2 separate regions of the Scleropages formosus genome follow, and region 2 is linked to region 1. A link is a contact called in public Hi-C data. All regions are on one chromosome and are shown on one strand. The core of a region is the stretch at or near the end of the contact, and the rest is flanking DNA. Distances in the headings are between cores, read along the strand shown.

The links. A called contact is a pair of places that touch in the nucleus more often than the background predicts.
Region 2: a Hi-C map of muscle shows a contact between it and region 1, with 2.5 times the contacts expected there. The contact joins the promoter of LOC108939622 here to the promoter of LOC108939462 in region 1. A contact is called at or near these places in 2 of 2 Hi-C or Micro-C datasets (both in muscle).

The regions. Positions count from the first base shown.
Region 1 is chr24:20,546,394-20,551,345 of fSclFor1.1, reverse strand. It overlaps LOC108939462 (catechol O-methyltransferase domain-containing protein 1), which reads right to left and starts at 1,772. Exons shown (of 7, transcript XM_018760826.1): 1 at 1,607-1,772; 2 at 368-501. The coding sequence starts at 475.
Region 2 is chr24:20,772,533-20,777,890 of fSclFor1.1, reverse strand. It overlaps LOC108939622 (adenosine kinase-like), which reads left to right and starts at 3,717. Exons shown (of 11, transcript XM_018761073.2): 1 at 3,717-3,842. The coding sequence starts at 3,823. It overlaps LOC108939667 (vinculin), which reads left to right. Exons shown (of 22, transcript XM_018761173.2): 20 at 655-858; 21 at 1,051-1,155; 22 at 1,258-3,095. The coding sequence ends at 1,404.

The DNA of each region.
Region 1 (4,952 bases), core at 523-3,022:
TTAGAAAAAACACAGCCTTTAATGGTATGTAGTACTAACTGCTTGTATATATCAATATACATTAGGCCAAAACAAAACCCATCTAATAAATGTGTGCGTGTTAAGTACAATAGCTGTCAGACACCGCTGTCCATAGAGAACAGCAGCAAATTACGATTATACATGGAAAAATCGCCAAACTATATTACCAGTGTGATGTTTAATTTTTGTGAAGAGCCTGCCATCTACTGGCCATATTGTGGTACTTTCCTCAACCATGTCAAATTGCTTATGCATGGGCACGACCAATTTGATGTATTTTTGATCCTCTTAGGTTTTGTCAGCATTGTTAGGACTGGCGTCTTGTCCTAGGAGGTGAAATAATTACCAGTCTGAGCTGCTTCAGCACGGGGTGTTCCCTCATGGAGTGGTTGAGCACATACTGCATCAGGGGGTTGTCTTTAGCACCGGCGCTGTGGCTCTTGAAAATGTTCATGCTGACAGATGAGAGGCAGCTTTTCCCTTGTGAGAAAGAACATGTGTAACGTAGCATATTGTGGTTAAAAAACACAACAAAGTTCTCTAAGGCTTTATTTTAAAGAAGACCTGTCAGTATGGAAAAACTTGACTGTACATGTGATTTAGTTACGTGTACATGTATTGTCATGGGGGCACGGTGGCGCAGCGGGTTTGGCCTGTCTGTGCCTGCCGCTCTCCGCTGGTGGGTCTGGGTTTCGAGTCCCGCTTGGGGTGCCTTGCGACAGACTGGAGTCCCATCCTGGCTGCTGTGTCCCCTCCCCTGGGTACGATAGTTAAACCTTCACCGCTGCGGAGGCCAGGAAAGACGACACTGACTGGCAGTAGCCGGTGACTAGGGCGACGCCCAGCAGTGCATATGGACAAGCCGCGACATGGGCACTTCACGGCAGCGCTTTACTCTGTCCATCGCATGGTTTCCGGATTTCCGGACGGGGACATTTTACCGCCACGTACGGAATATTCTCTCAAATGAACAATCCGACCAAAGGCGGAGCGCCGGTCACCGTTTTATGTGGCGCGTATACTTGAGAGTGTGGGGTAGAGGGGGGTGGCGTTTGTCAGGTGATCGTTGTTGTGTGTTCTTGGTAAATAGACAAAAATGACTAATCCATTAGTAAAATATGAACGTTTCTACTAGCGCCATTAAACCAGCCTACTAATTAATTTTCTTTTCGTGTAAGGTGTATAAACGCCGCGAATATCGGGGAAATAGAATACAGACTTTAAAATCGGAAGTAAGTACTACGCACGCTAGTTTATTTATCTAACTTCTAAGTACTCACACTGACTGACTAATTTTTCTGGTTCATCTTCCAGGACAACATTACATATAACTAAAATATACAAACGATTTAGCCACAAAGTATGACTTCTTAATATCGTCAAATGGCACTCGTAATCGTGGCGTGTAGTCGTGAGTCCCGGCGACGTGTAAACTAAGTCCATTAATTAATTATATACTCACTGCACAAGACACACAAGCGGCGCGCTGCTGAATTACCAGTTTTTCTCCAGTCACTGGACGCCGTCACCACCCACCGTAAAATGGCTCCGAAAGGCGAAATGAAACGGCAAAATGAGTAAGTACCTTGCTCAAGGGTACTACAGCCGGAGGTGGGAATCGAACCTGAGACCTTGGTTCTGAAGGCAGTGCAGTAGCTGTAACTACTACACTACCAGTTGTCCCCTAAAACACTCCTCCCAGGTGTCCTTCAAACTCTCCAGTTGTCTGTATTAGTCAAAATGGCAATGCGATTGTGAAGGACAGTTGTGACGTTAGTGGGCAGAACCCTGTAACGATTGCGGTACTGCTTGTTCCTGCTTTGTCATGGCAGAGTGAAAAGGGTAGTTAGGCTCATTTATAGCCTTGCTGCGTTATAATAGATGGCCCTTAATTACTTACGTTATACTTGCAGTATGCATCACCTTTGTTATAGTCATATAAACATGATTGATAGTATTAAACTGCAATTTCCCAGTACTACTTATGAACTTTTAAAGTTACTCAAGTTGCTGAAGGAAATATGGAATTCAACTTTGAAGTAGTAATTAAATGAAAATCAAAGGTGCCATTTAAAACACTTGCTGAAAGATGAACACTCAGTCTTTACTTGCTGTTTTTTTTTTTTTAAGTCACATGGTAGTGATCTAGCAAGCAAAGTTATTGCTTGGATGTTAATCTATGCATCAGATGCATTAACCCCTAATATAAAATGTTGAGTTGATCAGAATATTTCTTGATGCCCTTACAAGTGGAATTATCCATTACAAGTTAAAGCGTGAAAAAAGTTGAAATTTAACAGATAGTTTATTTAAAAAAACTGAAGCTGTTTACCTGTATGTATTGTAATCTGTTAATCCTTTATCAAATTATTCCTATTCTTACTGTAGCTACAACTGTAATTATGTGAGAGATTACTGAATAAGGATGAGAACTAGAATACTGATGGTTTCCAGGTCAAACTCACAGTAATTAACTGTAATGAAGTAATATATATCAAGTTGTATTACCGTGAATTATTATTTGTGGAAAATTTCTTTCAATGCTGACATGAACTTTTTATGCATTCCCCTTGTTTAAAAGCAGAATACAAATAAGGTGTACACCTGAACAATTACATTTGATTAGAAGTTATGACAGCAACTTTGTCTCTCAATTGATCTCATTTCTCCCTCACTTGGGGTGTAATAAAATTATGTAGATATGAATGGAAAATTGAGATGGGGGGGGTCCTCATTGGACACATGCCCTCCGCCAATCCATAATTAAGAATGCGTGGATGCAGACGTGTTCCTAACACAGAAATACACGTCAATTAAGCAAGTGGTGCCTTGGAGAGCGAAAAGAGAGAGGAGAGGAAGCCTAGTTGATATGCGTAATGATGAGGAATAATGCCTGGGAGTGAGTGTGTTTGTCTCAGGTCTCCTCTCTGAACACATTAAGCTGCGCACTCACATCTCCCGTCTTCCCCGCAGCCACGGCCCTCTTTGTGTGACACTAATTGTTTCTGCTGCTTGTGCCAAGTACCTACTGTTCCCCGGCACATTTTACAGACAGGGCCTGGTCCCTTAGCTACTCTCCCTGTCGGTATAGCAATGAAAAGATGTATCTTGCCATCTGCAGGGGGAAATGTAGAAACTCCGTGCTCGTTTTTCTCTCAGCCCCTCTGCTGTTTTTTTTTTTTCTTTGTTGCTTCTGGCTGTCACCGTACTACATTAATACACAGTAAGGAACATTGTTGTGCCAAGACAGGCCTTTCCTCTTTTTTCTAGACTACATGGTGTCTTGTTGAATTTGATACAAAAATACAAAAAATGTTTGTTTTTTTTTTTTAGTCAACTTGAGCAAAAATGTGCTATAAACACTTATATGTAGATAGGCTCTTCATAAAGATAGTTGTTTGTTATAGTCTGCATTTAGTAGTTACTGCTACTTTTGTTGAACTAAATGTTCAACAAAAATATAATTAAAAATATAAATAAAATACAAGGAACTTCAGATTTGAATTGGATTAAAATAGTATATTGTAATAAACAATATGTTTTGATTTTTAAAATTTCTCTTTTTGATTTGGGATATTCCAAATGAGAAACAGAAAAACCTGGCAAGATGAAATATTTCAGTTTTAGTGACGGCAAGTATTTCTGCTGGTTGTTTGTGTATGTGTGTGCTGCATGCTTTCGTACAGTGAGTGGCAGTGTTGCCAAAGCTATCACCTTCAAGAGTTCCTCTATTTACTCAAGTTACTGTTAGATCAAGTCTTTCTTTGTACAGTATGTCTTCCACACAAATTAAGAAGTATTGAGACATTTTAATGTGTGTGCGCTTCTGATACTGGTATGTCTAGAATTCCAAATGGTGGATCCTGGATTTCTTTCTTTTTAAAAAAAAAAAAAAAAAAAAAATGAAAAAAAAAAAATTATGGCAATTAAGTCTTCAACTTTTTGTTTTCCTCTTTTTTGTACATGCACTTGTGTGAATGTTATAGTTTTAAGTATACAGTATATGCACTATTATTCCTTAACTACTGAGAACTACTGAGTTCTATCAAATTCATGAGTTATTAGTTCTCAATTTACTGGATGTGATGGTGTATTTACAAAACACTTGTGATCAAAATTTAGGAAGGTGTGAACATGAAATGTCTCACATGTGGTCTAATGTTTGAAGTTTCATTCATATCAAGATCTGTGCCATCCATAATGGAGCTCAAGGACATATGTGTTTTTTGCTTTCCATGGCAAATCTGGTAGCACATGCTGCTGTGTGGGGGATAAATGTGGATATTCCTTTTACTCATTTATGCAATGCTCTGAGAAGGTCTTCATTTCTCAGTCAAGTGACAAGTCACATCTTGACGGATGACAAGTTTGAGGCTACATTCCATGGCTAAAGAATTGAAATGGATTATTCAGAACTATACCCCTTTTGTAGGGCGTTTTAGTTGTGCCATTACACACTTCAAATTGAGAACAACCAACCTCTTTAAATGCCACAATCTCACACACAAAGAGCAGTTGTGTTGCATGTAGGTCATTCACACATTCACAGGGTTTATGGTCAGGCTGGTTTCATTATTCAAAATAAAAAATAGAAATGCCTAAATGCGAATGCCTTTCGGAACAGAGTGTTTCCGTCACGCCAGTCAGAAGTGTTTAATTTCCTTTTTTTTGAACGCAGTCTAAGTATGGCATTGCACGGTGTCCTGGCCTGACACAAATTCCTCTGTTCTCATTCTTGCAGTGGGAAGTGAAATGGGCCTTGAGTGACAGGCTTAGTGGATGTTTGAATTTCAAATCATTTGGTTTTTTATTTATTAGCTTTGCATGTAAATAAATATGGATTTTTAAGGAGTCATGGATGCTGTGACAGTCCTCAAACATCAAATGAGGTGCTGGAGGGCAATCTTGCTGCTGTGAAACCTTTCATATGA
Region 2 (5,358 bases), core at 2,468-4,967, 220 kb before region 1:
TCTCATTTTTACAAGTTTTTTTCAAAGCACAGAAAATGATCTGAAACATGGCACAGGTTGTCATGATTATAGAGGTGCCTTTCGGCAGACATTCTCCCTCTTTAGGTGTGGATTACTAACATGTTCACACACTGCATGTCCCAGTTATTCATATGCAGGGTGTGAGTTTGATTTCCGTTTGTCTGCAATTTTTACAGACTTGAATTTTGGTGGTCCAAATGTCACGCATCACCTTTGTGTTGGTATCTTTGTTAATCTTTCATTAAAATACAGCGTTTTATTTAAATAGGATATGAAGCATAGGATGAATTCCCCCCCCCCCCCTTTCCCATCTCAAAATTTTTGAATAGTGAACAGTGATATTCTGCTCTGGGTCTATTTTCGGTAAAAGGCTATATTACTTTATAGTGTAGTTATAGTATGACTGAGAAGTCAAATAATTTTTAAAAGTTACATTGCCTGTCAAATCACTTAAACTGCATTATATCTCAGTGCAGTTTTTAACCGCCAGTACAGTATGTTACAAGCTTCCTGATATTTTCTGATGTACTTTTCTTCAAGCAAATCTAGCGAGCTTGATTTCAGTTTGTCATGTAGACCTTCTTAGGGATTCCGTACTTCGCGTCATTACTGACTGTACGCTGTGCACCGCAGGGCAATGACATCATCGGTGCGGCCAAGCGTATGGCCTTGCTCATGGCAGAGATGTCCCGCCTGGTGCGAGGGGGCAGCGGCAACAAGCGTGCCCTCATCCAGTGTGCCAAGGACATCGCCAAGGCCTCTGATGAAGTCACCCGGCTGGCCAAGGAGGTGGCCAAGCAGTGCACGGACAAGCGCATCCGCACCAACCTGCTCCAGGTCAGCAGGTTTAATGATAGAAACAATAAAGACAAGCGCACGTCTTACAGTGTATAGTCATGCTTTTAAAATAACTGTGACCGTGAACTTAAAAGTGTTCTCGGCCTTTTCGGTGAACTTTCAAACAATGGTTTCAATTCGCTTCCAAATGTCACGAGTGCAATGTGCGTCGCTGTGCTCGCGTTTCTTCAGGTGTGCGAGCGCATCCCCACTATCAGCACACAGCTGAAGATCCTGTCCACAGTGAAGGCCACCATGCTAGGTCGCACTAACATCAGCGAGGAGGAGTCTGAGCAGGTGAGCATCATGGACCAGAGGGGGGTGGGCACAATGCAGATAACGTGTACACGCTTAAAGCAACGCGTGATCCTTTAAAAAATTCCGTTTCCATCCGTTAAGGCTACGGAGATGTTGGTCCACAATGCCCAGAACCTGATGCAATCTGTGAAGGAGACTGTGAGAGAGGCAGAAGCAGCTTCCATTAAGATCCGGACGGACGCGGGGTTCACACTGCGTTGGGTGCGAAAGACCCCCTGGTACCAGTAAGCTCATGCTGTGAGCGGGAGACCGTGGGAGACCACGTCCCTCCGAGCAGGGAGTGGACTGAGGACACGTCCTTGTTCACACTTTGCCGAAAACGATCCCCACAACCCCTTTATGGAGACACAAAAAAAAGAAAATTTAAAAAAAAAAAAAAAAAAATTTTTTAAACAGTGGCTAAAGAACTTGTTAGATTTCAGAAAACCTCATTAATCTGCCCCTTCTTTCTTTCAGTAGATTCAGATTTTGTTTTTGCTGGATATACTTTTTTAAAAAGCAAAATTAGAATTATTTTTGTGTTCACATTCTGGTGTGATTACAAAATCCCAGGTATATACTGTATGTATATATATTTGGAGATTATATTTTTGGTATCAAGATATTACTTGTTACATGTCTAACAAGTCTGTCTGAATCTGCATGAAGAAGAAAGCTTTTTTTAGAACAGTATTGCATATTACTGCAGTTTAAATATCAGGATTATCTTCAATAATTCTTGTACACTCCTGTCTGTACTTGCCTTGTGCTTCACTTGCTTGAAGATAATGAATATATAAATATAGACTTTACACCAAACAATTTTCAAACCGTATTCCTAATTTACATTGTTCTATCATAACTATAGAAAACACTGCTGTCAATGTGAGTTTTATGTAACAAGGTAAATTAAAGTGCTTTTGAATGGCTTGTTTCAGCAATACAGTATTTACCCATCTTTCTTATTTCACAAACTGTGTCAAAAACTATGCCAAAGAATTTGTTTCATTGTGTTTTTTTGTAATATCGGTGAACACTAAGTGGTAGTTTATTAAGGACCTTGACAGAAGTTTTTGTGTGTTAATTTTTTGTTCCTGTAACATATAGATTCTTTGAAACATAAATGAGTTACAAATCATTATTTAGGTTTAGCCTGTCCTAAAACAGTAAACAATATTTAAGACTGTATTTGCATCTTTGTGTTGCTATGAATTTAGTGAAATTACTTTGATTAATTATTCAAATACCATTTGTTGACCATTTGCTGTCTCTTAATTTTTGGTTATCATACATACAGGTTTATCCACAGTTCAAGCCCAGCTCATGTTAGTAGTATAAAACTGTGCTATAACAATTTCATCAAGTTGTGTGATTCCTAGTAATAAATCTGTGCTTTAAAGGGGAAGAGAATACAATTAAAATCACATTTCTTGGAGGACTGTACAAATGAGGCCTGCATGCCATTCACTCCAGTTTCAGTTATTTATTATTGCTGCCTCTTAAATTACTCTTCAAGGTTAGAATTTTTCGATAAATAGATGATCGGTAATATATTAAATATTTCATAAATGAAGCCATAAAAGGTTCTTCGAGACTAGAACAATGGATCCTAAATTATGCACAGAAGTTAAATATAACTGTAATAAATTGAATTCACCAAGATGTTAGATGGTCATTGAAGATGTGACTTTGGCTAAGGATTGTGTTTCAAAGAACATGCTGCAGACTGAATGTATATTATTTGTTCTATAATATTCCTTAAACCTGTCTAATCTACATACCATGGTGCCTTCAGTAAAAGTTTAATAGTCTAAAAGGTATGTGCTTTGGTTTTTAACAACATATATTCATAGAAGTGTATGGTATTTGGGTTCAATAATTAATCCAGATTGTCAGACTCCTTTGATCGTCCTAAATTTTTTCTGTTTAAATTGTTCCATTTGACATGCTCTTATAATAAAGGATTTTATAACATTTAAGCTGTGTTTTTTTTTTTTTATTTTTGTCTATTTTTTATAAAACTTCTCCATGCAGCTCAAATGAATTGTGGTACTACTACTAAGAGTGTGACCAAGAGTGAGAAGTTATTAATCTTTTCTCTTTTTACCATGTAAGAAAGCTTAATACTAATGTTCATTAAATACAATCCATTACATCTATGTTTCATAAAATGTGGCAAAATATGCATCTTTTTGTACACCGAGTAGCTGCTCCTCTGAGAAACTCACTCTGTCCTATATTTCTCTACACTGAGGCACCAATTATGTTTTATTCCACTCATGGTGCAATCTTTCAAATTTACTAAACAAGCATAATATGCAAGGTAGATTTAATACTAGAAGGACATATGAAGAACCTGTAGTTCATCAGTGATAAAACACAAAGGAGGATGTAAGACGCCTCTTCGGAATCGGACGATCAGAACAAAGAGCAGCGAAACTGATCGCTTCTCTCTTCGCCCAGCTCGTCCGTCCGCCGTCATGGGTCCAGGCCGCCCAGCGTGGTGCGTGACGTCACACGGCAACGTGCCCTACGTGGTGACGTTAGTGGATGACGCAGGCAGCAAGGACCTGGATCGTCAGCGCTCTGCCCCAGGTGACATGTGTTGATGCCGGGACAGCGTCCTGACCATGGCAGCAGACAGACTTAGACGGAGAAACTTCAAACATGGATAAAAAGAAACTCAGGTAAAGTGAGACTTAGCTGCAAGGGGCGTTACCTTCGGTAGATAGAACTATTGTCTAGTCTAGATGGAGGAGCTCGCTGCAGTAGCTCCAACCACGTCTACGTTACCAGCTGTTTACAGCAGTGACCCAGAATGCTAGGTCTTCATTTGTGTTGGTTTGTGGGATAGAAAATTGGATAATATTATTCCAGATGCTGCAAAAACATAGATAGGTAGGACTATTCATTCATGTCATTGTGATTAAAATATATATAAGTAATGGACCTGGGGCTGTTAACACTAGTAGGAAGCAGTGTGCTATACTCTATAGTCAGAAAAACGCAAAGTCTGATGTTTTGCTTCTCCAAAGCTGTACATTGTACAAAATTTCCATAATTTTAATATGTATTCCCAGGGGAAAAGTCCTGTCTGTGGCTTTAATGTCATTCGGTTGAGGTGTGCCCCGCCTATCTGCGCGTGTCAGGCTACACATAGCCCCGCCCATTCTGCGCTTATTAGGCAACTATTAGCCCCGCCTCGTTCCGTGTGTTTCATTCACCGTGTAGGAAAGCGTTCCCTCGCGTTACGTTGCGTTTCACAAGTTACCGTATAACTACCGTATTAAACCATGGATGAGCACATTACCAAACTGAAGTGTAGGCCTATCGTTGAAAGACTTTCCATGCAGAGATTTCATCTTTGCTACTCTGTGTTGGGGGTTAACCGTTAACTAAGCTGTGAATTTGGGACGTAGTAAACACTTCTTCCCTCACCTACTATTGCAAATAATAGCTGCGTAATTACATACTGATGTCGTACATGTACGAAAGTTTTAGTTGCAAATGGCGCCTTTCTTGCGCTTTTCCGTAAACATGTTTGAAGTAAGCGAGCTACATTTGACGTTTTTGCGGGATGCACGGCGACGCGTGACATAACGGTAGGTAGGGAGTGAGGAGGAGACGCTCTTGATTGCGAGGCGCTGTCAAACTGCGCGCTCCTCCCACTCGGGCCTCGTCCAATCAGACTGGAAGGCACGCGGAGCCAAAGGGTTCCGCTTTTACTCGACAGTTGCTGCGGAACGTTCACTCGGCCAGCGCGAGAGCCGTGACGCGAGGACAGCAGCGCGAGACTCCGCGAGCACCGCCTGCCCGGGCAAAGCATCCGAAAGCATGCCGTTTCTACGGTAAATCGCCTCACGTCGCAAAAATTCGTTCAAAGCCATGTTTTTGAGGGTGTGTTTTCGCACGGGTATTTGTATTTAACCTGCAGTGTAAACAGCAACGTTCCCTACATTTTATCATGCAAAGAGAGAAGCATCGAATTTTCGTCTTTGCTCAGTTTTAGTCACACACGACTCGTGAGAGGTTCTCGTGATCATTCATTGTCTAATATTTTTCCCTAGTTAGTGACTGTATGAGTCTTTAATTTGGATTTTTGGAAGTTCTGCTTAGTATTATTATTTATTTTCATAACTACTATTTCATTTTAGAAAAACGCCACAATTGTGCTGCTCACACAGTGTGTAACGGCGCGGTTCT